Linked DNA regions of Mus musculus: region 1 is linked to region 2. The links are chromatin contacts, called in public promoter capture Hi-C maps. All regions are on one chromosome and are shown on one strand. Each heading gives the region's core, a stretch centred on a gene start, on an enhancer-like site or on the middle of the called end of the contact. The rest is flanking DNA. Distances are from core to core; before and after follow the strand shown. Region 1 holds the start of Il22ra2 (interleukin 22 receptor, alpha 2). Region 2 has its middle 84 kb from the start of Perp.

Region 1 (5,796 bases), core at 1,778-4,277, 690 kb after region 2:
AGTGTCGAAGATATTGAATATCACCTGTGTTCAAATCCAGATGATCACCTACCACTTAAAAAGCAGGGCTGGTGCAAAGTTTCAAATCCAGGGAGCCACATCAGTAACAAGTGAAGGGGGATGCTGGAAAGATTGGAAGACAAGGGTCACCAAGATCATGGGAAGGAAACATTGCATTTGCTGCGACTCTTCTTCAGACAGGCAACGTTCTATCTAAGGGCAGCTTCACTTGGAGAAGGGGAGGGCCTGAATTCAGAAGTCTGACAAGCACAGGGAGATGAAAAACATGGAGCTATCATCACACATTTTCCATACACTCTTGTATAGGTGTAAATATTCTAAGTAAAATGCATAGTTCATAAACTGTGCAGCACAGCTGTTTTTAAATAACCGTCCTGTGTATCAGCACTGCACGCTGCCCTTGCAGTTCTGTAGTTGGGTTTCCCCCGGCTTCCTACAGCTCATCTTAGCTGATCCACTGTGGCAAAGGGTAAGACAAGACCCTTAAGACGCCTTTCAGCTGCCTTATGGAACGCTTTCTTTCTCATTTAAGATAGAGAGAAAGAGACAGAGGAGACATGGGAAGAAAGTCACAACCTGATCTTGGGTCAGCTCTGTCTACATCCCTGACCCCGCCACAATTAAGCATCTGAAACTTCAGGGTAGGCTCTGACTTATTTGCTGCTCAAAACAATGCCTCCTCTATGGTAGGGAATACATATTTGACAAAAATGAAAGAACAAATGGACGAATCCATGGATGAGTGGGTTAATTAATTAGCACTATTCAGCAGCAATTACCAATGGGGCACTGTTAAGAATTTGAATGATTAGGCCTGTACAGTGAAGAAGAAGTCGGAGTGTATTTCCTCTTTTAACCTCAAGAACCTCTTCAGAACAGAGAAAAGCAAAACAAACAAAAAACTCTGCCTTTGTCCTCGCCAGCATGCGCTCTCTCTTGTGTTTTTGATCTTAATCATTCTGATCGGTGTAAGATGGAACCTCAGAGTTGTTTTGATTTGCATTTCCCTGATGACCAAGGACTTTGAACATTTCTTTGAGTGCTTCTCAGCCATTTGAGATTCCTCTGTTGAGAATTGTTTTTTGGTTTTTTTGGTTTTTTGTTTTGTTTTGTTTTGTTTTGTTTTTTAGCTCAGTATTCCATTTTTCAATTGGGTTATTTGGATTGTTGGTGTCTAACTTCTTGAGTTCTTTGTAAATTCTGGATATTAACCCTCTGTCAGATGTAGAGTTGTTGAAGATAATTTCTCAATCTGTCGGCTGCCAATTTATCCGGTTGACAGTTCTCTGAGCCTTACAGAAGCTTTGCAGTTTCATGAGGTCCCATTTGTCAATTGTTGATCTTAGAGCCTGAGCCATTCTGTTCAGGAAACTGTCTCCTGTACCAATGTGTTCAAGGGTATTTCTCTTCTATGAGATTTAGTGTATCCAGTTTGATGTTGAGGTCCTTGATCCACTTGGACTTGAGTTTTGTGCAGGGTGATAAATATGGTCCTATTTTTATTCTTCTACATGTAGACATCCAGTTAGACTAGCACCATTTGACACTGCTAATGATACTCTGTTATGATTACAGACAAGAGCCTACCATGACTGTCCACTGAGAGGCTCCACTCGGCAGCTGACTCTCAGACAGATGCAGACACCCACGTCCAAACACTGGGTGGAGCTTGGGGACTCATACAGAAGAATAGGAGGAAGGGTTTTGGTCTGGAAGGGAATAAGAGCTCCACAGAAAGACCAACAGAGTCAACTAACCTGGATCCTTGGGGTTCTCAGAGTCTGAACCACCAACCAAAGAGCATACACAGGCTGTATCTAGGCCTCCTCGCTCATATGTAGCAGATGTGCACTTTGACCTTCATGTGGGTCCTGAACTAATGGAGGGTCGGGAGGCTATCCCAAAAAGTTGTTGCCTGTATTCGAGATATGTTCTACTATCTGGGCTGCCTTGTCTGGCCTCAGTGGAGAGGAAGTACCTAGCCTCACAGACACTTGAAGTGCCAAGGTGGGCGATACCCAGGGGGCTCACACCAGTTCAGAGAAGAAGAGAGAACATGGGGGAAGGATTGTGGGATGAGGTGACTAGGAGGGAGGCAGTGATCAGGATGTAAGGTGAATAAGGTAAACAAAGAAACAAACAAAAACCCTCTGACTTTGTTGTGCTTATATGAGTAATTTTTAGTACCTCTAAAAACACAGGAGAAATTCCTTGGTAAAGCAATATAATGAATCTTTGACAAAGAGCAGATGAGCTGGTTTAGTCTGGTTTCATAGGAGCTATGAAAGAATTGATGCAGGTCAGGCTGAAGGTCTTCCAGTCACAGTCTCCGGGCATCATTTGATTTGGCAACTTCGAAGAACTTCCTTGAGTCAATTGCTTGAAATTGGGGGCAAAAGTGGGAAAGAAGAGACATTTCTTGAGAGGACCTCCCAATAAATGTGAAGGGAGAAGGAAAACCCAACAGCATAGCAGGGAGCTCTATGGGGAGTCAGGAGGATTCAGGAGCCCAAGGCACACAAACAAGAAAGACTACTTGGAAAGACTACAACTCTTTGAACAGCTGCCAGGTGTGGCTGGGGCAACTCCAACTGTCAAGCATGCTACTCTGCAGTCCTCCAGGTCCTCATAAGCAGTCCTGCCTCTTAGAGCCAAATTCCAGCAAGATTCACCCACTCACTTTGCATAATCCTTGTCCTACCCTGCCCTGAGGCTTTGCTATCACTGTCAGATAAACACCTCTCTCTCTCTCTCTCTCTCTCTCTCTCTCTCTCTCTCTCTCTCTCTCTCCCTCCCTCTCTCTCTCTTCCCCCTCTCTCTCTTTTTCTCCCCCTCTCTCTTTCCCCCCTCTCTCTATATTCTCTAATGGTAAAATAATGTAATAAGATAAATTTAAGGAAACATTTGCCATTGGTGGAGCCCAACGGAAGTGACGGTCCATTTGTGGATTTAGTTCCCCTTCTCAGCAGCCTCCTCAGTGAAAGGAACTCTGGTTGCCAGACAAGCACACTTGCAACCATGATGCCTAAGCATTGCCTTCTAGGTCTCCTCATCATACTCTTGAGCAGTGCAACAGGTAAGTGCTTAACTTCCTTTTCATTGGCCAGTTTTGAGTCTGATCAAGACAGGGTTAGAATGGCTTGGATGACATACTGGACTTTGTAAGGTCACTAAATGGTCTAATCAGACATGGGGCCAGTTGCTCTCTGCAACCTGAGTGAATAGTTCCATGAATGAGTGTTTAGGACGAGGAGCCACTTTCATGGCAGAAAACAATTTATATTATCTATCTATCTATCTATCTATCTATCTATCTATCTATCTATCTTCTCCTCCCCCTAGTCTCCCTCGTCCTTCCTCCTCCCCTTCCGCCTTTCTCTTGATATCATCAAATGATTATAAGGACAAGACACAAGGCCCTAAGGCACATAGTCAGAGCCTAGGTTTCACCTGCCATTTGCTATCCAGAAAACCAAGCATTTTATGTAACATCCTATATGAGAATTTTCTCATCTGTAGATTGAAGATTGTAGGTCATTGTGGGACTGAGTTAGTGTAGATGCTGAGTGCTTTAGAGCAGCCTCCCACACAGAACACATACCATAAACAAATGATGGTTACAGAAAATTCTTCAAGGACATTTTATCAAAGTTCACATCTCAGAAAGGCTCCTGGAGTCCCAAGTCAATATATGGGGACCTCTCACTTAAGTGGCTTAAGTAAATGCCCAAACTTTAGAGTTGTTCTACAACTCGACATAAATGCAACTCCAGCCTCTATCTGACAGGAATATGTGAACTAGAGTAAGCTATACTTCTTGTCCTTGGTAACAAGAACTTCTTTAGCAGGAATTAAAGGGCTAGCAAAATGAACCTGCTTTTGTACACAAAAATTTACCTTACCACTCCTGTAAACTTGGATATGACCTGTATTCACACCTGAAAATCCAGTGATAAAAAATATCTCTCTTATGTCGGTGTCTGGGGATAAATCAAAAGAAATGAGCATAATAGCTTCTGATACATATTTCTATCTGATCAATAAATATCAAGAGAGAAATAGATGAAGGAGGCAGAAGCTAACTGTTATTGGATGATGATGATGATGTCGATGCCTTTCCACTTGGACTCCTCTCACCCAGGATTTCAGATTCAGCTTTCAGTAGTAAGAAGCAGGATGTTGAGTAGGCTTAAGCATAAAATCAGCATTAACAGTTTCTCCTGGGAAGGTTCTTTCACCTATCCAAGGCTTGGTCTCTAGACCATAAGAGGAAGATGGTGGCAGAATCTTTATCATGGAGGAGCTGGGCAAATTCGATGAGCAGATGATGGGGAAAGTCCCTCAGTGCTTGGTGCACTGTGGGCCATTGCTGGAGACAGTGGTAACAGTGGAGATGTCAGAAAAATCGAAGGAGAGCCCAAGGACAGCAGGTGCCAACCATCTTCAGGTTATCAGTTCAACTCTGGGTGGATCTTCAAGAAATTGTGCCTGTCATCTTCTGAAAATACTTACGTACTAAGATGGATTAAGCAGGTGTGGTTTGGGTACATGGAAATAGACTCTTTTCAAGTCCATACCTCAAGTCCATACCACCATCCATGCCTTGTAGGAGGCCTTCAAAATACATACAAAAAAATTGTCACCACCATTAAGTCAGTAAGTAGAAATACCCAAGGAAACTCTTCTTTTCTCTCCTGTCAGAAACTTTGGACTCTGAAATAAAATGTTATAGGTCTCTTTTCTCCATAAGATGAAGTGCAGGTAAAGCGAAGCCACCCATACCATATGATTTGAAGAAGAAAACACAAATAATCCTGCCAAAAAAGTCTTTCCTTCACCTGTCTATGATTTCACACCCCTACCAGAGCCCACATCGGGTCTTGGGTAATTCCCCACTGCGATAGGTTAGTGCCTCTGAATAACTCCACTTGGGTACTCTTAGCAAGGAGACAGGTCTTTCATCATAGTCATCACCCCACTCTTATATGGGAATAAACTAAAGACTATATTCTTTCCATGAGTTTTAGTTCCTCTACCCATTGGGGTGTGCTGAAGGCGGGCATCATTACCAATTTTTCCTGGTGTGAAGCACACATCATTCTATGATTTTACCTTAGACTATGGTATAGCTCAGTGTCAGAGAACTTGCCCTGAGCTGATTCACTAGAACTAAGGAGAGAGGGGAGGGGACTTTGACCATGCATCAAAATAATCATATTGAAGAGTCAACAGTATTGACTTCTAACCCTATCACCACTGCCTTCACTTAGAGCGACTTCCCCAGAGATTCCTAATGCAGAGACTTCATGAAAACCATGCCAAAACCCCCCCAAAAAGCAATGCTCACAGTAATGTCCAATGATGTTCTTGCTGCCTTAGAAATACAACCAGCTCGTGTATCTCTGACGCCCCAGAAGGTCCGATTTCAGTCCAGAAATTTCCACAATATTTTGCACTGGCAAGCAGGGAGCTCTCTCCCCAGCAACAACAGCATCTACTTTGTGCAGTACAAGATGTAAGTAGACTCTGTTGGCAGAGAAAGGCCATGGGGTAATATGTTCTGGGTTGCAATGGAGTGTGAGGAGCTGAACACTTTGGATTTTGCTTTGTTTGTTTGTTTGTTTGAAAAGTTTTTTTGGGGGGTTGAGAGAAGCAGAGGTGGGAACAGAAGGTTGTCCTGTGACATGGCACAAGGATATGATGTTGTATGCAGTCTAGGGAGCTCAAAAAGGGGACCTTCAGCTTCCTGCATTTCCACTGCACAAGGGCTCCTCA
Region 2 (5,177 bases), core at 500-2,999:
TGTAGTTCCACTTCTGAAACTGTTCTTGTCAACTGAAGTATGTCAATGTAGAACATGGATTTTGTGCTTAAAATTTCAACCTAAGAAATGTTCATTGCTACATTGGCATCACAAACACCCAGTGTAGTCACTGGCTAGCTAATACTTTCTACTGGCTTAAACTAATGTCTGAGCAATCTTCTCTGGTAAATACTCCACATCAGGGAAGCCTTCATGCAACATTAGCAAGTTTGGATAGTTACATTTAAAATGGAACAGTTCAGGATTATTTATTTATTCATTCATGTATGTGACCAACCCAGAACTGTACACATTCCAGATAAGGCTCCTGTGGTTTGGTTTAAGATGCGGTCTTGCTGTGCATCTCAGACTGGCCTTGAACCCAGACTGACCTAGATCTTGGAATACTGCTGCCTTTACCCCAACCACTAGAACTGCAAGTGTGTATTATGACACACATCCAAGCTGATGATATTTTAAGCAGGGGGATATTACAATGGATGGTCATAAAATATTATATAAGATATGGCAATAGTAGCCTATATATGTAACATTTATTATATGGTAAGTGTTGTGGCAAATGATTATGTTGTTTCATTTTTAATGCAGTTCTCTGAGTTGATCATCCTTTATTTCCCTTTCACAGGTGAAGAACCAAAGGCTTAGGGAGGTAATTTGTTCAACGTCTCATAGGATCCAAATTTCATTCCCAGATCTATCAGACTCAGGATGATTTTCAGTCATCAGTTTGACAAAGGACGCCAGTGAGATGCTATTGGTAGTATAGACCTTTTGCTCTTTATTCCGGGATATTCTGCCCTTCTTTATCTCATTTCTTGCAATTTCTCAAAACTTATAAAGTAGGGCAACCATATCCATACACGTCAACCCTGTTCCTGCCTCTGGGCTTGGCACATGAAGGTACTTTATTCTCCTGTGAGTGACCGTCTCTAGGCCTTTGCGACTGCTCCATTATCATTTCATATCTCCCCTTTGCGTATGCTTTCCCATTCCTTAGTCCAATCCTGGAGATTAACACAGAGTCCATTCCTTGCCAGCATTGGTCTCCCAACACTCTTGCTCTGAATCTCTTAATCCAGGTTTTAATTACACCTTATATAGTCTCAGTTACATTCAGATGTTCTACATTTTTTCATTATAAGATTAAATAGTAGTGATGCATGAGATTTCTGATGCATTATGAACTTTAAAATTAAAAAGTTGACTTTAAAATTAAATATTGCATTGCTTCCTTAAATGTGTCCAGTAGAAACTAAATATTTTGTCATTTGAACAGACACTTCTTGGGCAATCGAAAGCTTTTTGTCATTACTATTGCTTCTTTAGCACATGTTCGAGTTTGTGGACTTCTGCAAATTTTTATCACAACGTGAGATATTTTTACCTTGGGGTGTGGGGGAGGGTAGGTAGCATGGAACTTCTACCATTACAAGTACTCAAATAAATCAGCTGTAGAAATTAGGGAATGGAGGTCTAGACAATCTGGACACTTCTTCCTTGCTAGCCTGCATACCTACATGCCTGTAGAGAGACTTGCAGCATCTCTGAGCCATCCTGGCTGCTCTTGTGTGTTCCAACATTTGCTCTCTTCAGTCCTTTATTATTTTACATGTCTTCATATGCCCTGAACAGCCAAGCATGGGGAAAAGAGCTGCCTTATTCTATGTCTTCGCTACAGAGCAGGTGTTTTGAAAATATTTGCTGATCTAATGAGCTCACTGGGGCTGTGTCCTGTCTCTGTATTATGTGTTCTAGTTCCTCTTTCAGACAGCTTTGCTTTGAACACTGTAGGCTAAGCCCCTCCAACAAGGAAGCATAAGGGGAATTTCCAGCAGGTGGGTATATACAGCTCACTTCCTCACCTTCCAAAGGTAAAGGGGAAAAATAGGCCTTTGGAACCTAGAAGCTCCAGTTACAAAAGATACGATATTTGCTCTAAAGATACTAGCCATCTGGCACAGGGGCACAGACATAGAAAGATAAGCCAAGCCAGTGAAGTCTATGAAACAGTTATGGTGGGAGGGGACATTGTTGTTTTATTATTTATCTAGAGCAAACCATGCTATAAAGTCATAATCAAGTGTTTCATTCATTATCTAAGTACGCCATCCCATCACTGAGAAGGCATCCCTATCATAGATGTTTTAACAAGTGCATGGTGAAAATACATTTTCTTTAGGTGAAGAAGAGCCTAATAACCTCTCAGAGGTGGCTCAAGCTGCCTTCAAGAGGTAGTGTTGTAGAATAGATGGAGCCTGGACTTCAGGGTCCATGAGATTTGAGTTTTGATCAAAATCTCCCTGCTATGAACTGTGGAAGCTGGAACAAATCCTTGTTCTGTCTAAGACTTTGATCTCAGCTACAGAATCAGAAGAATGCTATCTTCCTTGGTGCACTAAGTGCAGATATAAAGGTTCTGTACATGTAAAATTCCATGTACCTGGCAGATATTCAGGAAATATTAACTACTTTCATTGTACTTCTTTTTTGTGGGGAACAATGTTTTTCATGTAATTTCACAATACCTTTTTTTCCTGTAGTCTATGTGTGTGAATGTATTTTTCTCCTTTCCTTAGGCTTCCTGAAAGCTGGTGCTTCTTAGACATGTCATCACGGACCTCCATGGAGGCTGGTCAGAAAATTTAAGTTGAATTCAATGGTTGAAGGCCCTTGAACCATCTGCTCCCAATAATGAGAGAACATGCATTCCCAGCTCCAAGTACTCATTTTTTAAAAAAAAATTATTTATTTCTTTATTTATTATATGCAAGTACACTGTAGCTATCTTCAGACACTCCAGAAGAGGGCATCAGATCTCATTACAGATGGTTGTGAGCTACCATGTGGTTGCTGGGATTTGAACTCAGGACCTTTGGAAGAGCAGTTGGTGCTCTTAACCACTGAGCCATCTCTCCAGCCCCCAAGTACTCATTTTGACTTTCAAATCCTTGTTGCTTAACACTCTTTGATCAATGTTTTGAAACTGACTTTCTTTAAGTTATCCTGAAAAGGGTTTATGACAGGACATTTGCACAAATCTCCCAGTGCTGGGAAGTATGGAAACAGGGCAGTTCTAGAGGTTCTACCCACAGGAGCCTTCACTAGGTTGTCATGGGGCTCCAACTCTAACCTGTCCATATTGGGTGGCTACCAAGTATTCAAACTTGCAGAAGAAAGCCCGGCTTGCACCCTTTGTCCATGTGTCTGGAGCACCTAAGAAGGAAAGCAGCAGCAATCTCACATCCCAGATCCTGGGGCTCTCCCAGGGTGTGATTCCTTATCAGCTTCTGAGGAAACATGAGCAAATTTGCCACTTATTTATAGCATCTGTGTCAGATGTCACCTGAGCCAACCCTCTTACCTAGCTGTGAAATGAAACCAAGTCATTAGAAGCACCAAGAAGAAATTAACCACGCATGGAGTCCCAAGGCAACAAAAACTCCCTTCCTCTTCCCCACCAACCATCTTCCTTTCCTTTTTCCTTTCCTTCCCACCACCACATGCAAGTCTTTGGTGTGTATCACATGCAGGTACTGTGAGATATTAAGATGTGCACAAAAGCAGTCTTGCTCTAAAGAAAGTAACTAGCTAGCAGAGATACACAGGCATGAAAAAAATAATCTGTGTAAATATTTTAAAGCAAAAGTGAGGGACAAAAAAAAAGTGCCATTGATAAGGGCAGTGTGGAATATGATACCAGGGAGAGAGTGTGGTTTAGCTAACAATAAAACCAATGATCCAATCTGGGAAGCTTGGTAAAGTCATCACCATTCACACAGTGATGGACAGTTATTTCTGGCTCTCTTCCTTATTTGCCTCAACAAGAACACATGCCCAAGTAAGTAAACTGCCTTGTGGTAATGACTTTAGGCTAGGGTTGTTCATAGACAGGTAGGAGTGTCAAGGTCCCTTGCCTTAAACTCTCTTTCTTAACTGATTGATCCAGGGTCTCAGGTTCCCAGACTGGCTTAGACTGGTTGTTTTCAGTGTCATAACCGCTCCAGTGCAATGCTAGGCGATGAGATGATATTCTGGACACTAAACTGCTAGCAAGCACTCACCCATCTGTCACAGTGGCCAGCTTTCCACACTGGGAGGGAACTTTACTCATACAATTAGTTAGAAACAGAGACGTAGAGAGTACGAGGCATGACCATGAAGTACTTAAAGAAACAGCCAGATCGCAGAAGGCGTGGGGTAGGACCATGTATTGGCGGTCCACCAGAGATACTGAAGAGACATTTTCTGGCCATAGGAAATTTGGAGAAAGATTGATTACACACAGCCAACTTGTATATCCTTGAAATCATTCCCAGAGTCTTAGCTATGCTAATACGCCCTTGTACATTTAACAAAAGCATTGACATAAGGGACCGAGGAGATGGTGCGCTAGGTGGATTTCCTCATGTCTTAATGCTTCTGACAGCTTGGTTTACTCTCATGGCTTAGATGAGAGGGGATTTGGACTATATAACATTTTCACAGCAAGCACGAAGGCCTGAGTGTGAACCCCCAGAAACTGTGTAAAACTCCAGGGGTTGGCAGTGTACACCTGTAACTACAATGCTACAGAAGGCAGTGAGAGAAATATTTCTGGGTCTTGCTGGTGAGTATTGATCCAGGTTCAGTGAGAAACTCTGTGTCATGAAAATAAGGCAGGAAGTGATATAACAGGTACCCAACATCTAGACTCCACATATACACACAGACACAAGTACCTGCATATATGTGTGCACATATGCACACAATAAACATATACAAACACACACACAAAGAAAATGTGTGTGAGAGAGAGAGAGAGAGGGAGAGGAGAGAGGGAGGGGGAGGGGAGGGGAAGGGAGAGGGGGAGGGGGAGGGGAAGGGAGAGTTGATTATCAGTAATATTGACAACTATAGCTGCTGCCTAGGAATTGCTTTCTTTCAGGAGCTACACAGTGTCTGCTCTTTAGGCTGTCATCTGTGGTTGTCATTTGCATGTTCTTATAACTCTTAAGAACATGCTTTTATTCTAGATATTGTTTTACAAAATGGAAACTTAGCTGTTTAGAAGAGTCTGTAAACCTTGGCAGTTGACATGACAGTGGATTCTGACTGGATTTTCTGCTCTGACCCCAAGACAATGTCCTCAGCTGATTCTGCTTGGACTAAGGTTCTAA

What was found. Promoter capture Hi-C pulls out the DNA fragments that hold promoters and counts their contacts.
Region 1: a promoter capture Hi-C map of the HPC-7 cell line shows a contact between it and region 2, with 7 times the contacts expected there. The contact joins the promoter of Il22ra2 here to the enhancer-like site in region 2. A contact is called at or near these places in 11 of 39 promoter capture datasets (the 3T3-L1 cell line, the HPC-7 cell line, cranial neural crest and 7 more), 1 of 484 Hi-C or Micro-C datasets (double positive thymocytes), 3 of 115 datasets of contacts at active chromatin or transcription factors (the 230-238 cell line, acute myeloid leukemia and effector CD8 T cells) and 1 of 9 other capture datasets (macrophages).

Annotation. Positions count from the first base shown.
Region 1 is chr10:19,619,001-19,624,796 of GRCm38.p6, forward strand. It overlaps Il22ra2 (interleukin 22 receptor, alpha 2), which reads left to right and starts at 3,028. Exons shown (of 5, transcript NM_178258.5): 1 at 3,028-3,097; 2 at 5,401-5,536. The coding sequence starts at 3,040.
Region 2 is chr10:18,926,207-18,931,383 of GRCm38.p6, forward strand. No RefSeq gene overlaps it. Among named protein-coding and RNA genes, the nearest start is that of Perp, 84 kb to the left of the region's middle. Within about 2 kb of position 1,750, at least 15 of the 459 cell types and tissues checked have an H3K27ac peak or open chromatin away from gene starts, as enhancers often do. A contact at or near this core is called in the HPC-7 cell line and acute myeloid leukemia, where this site is marked.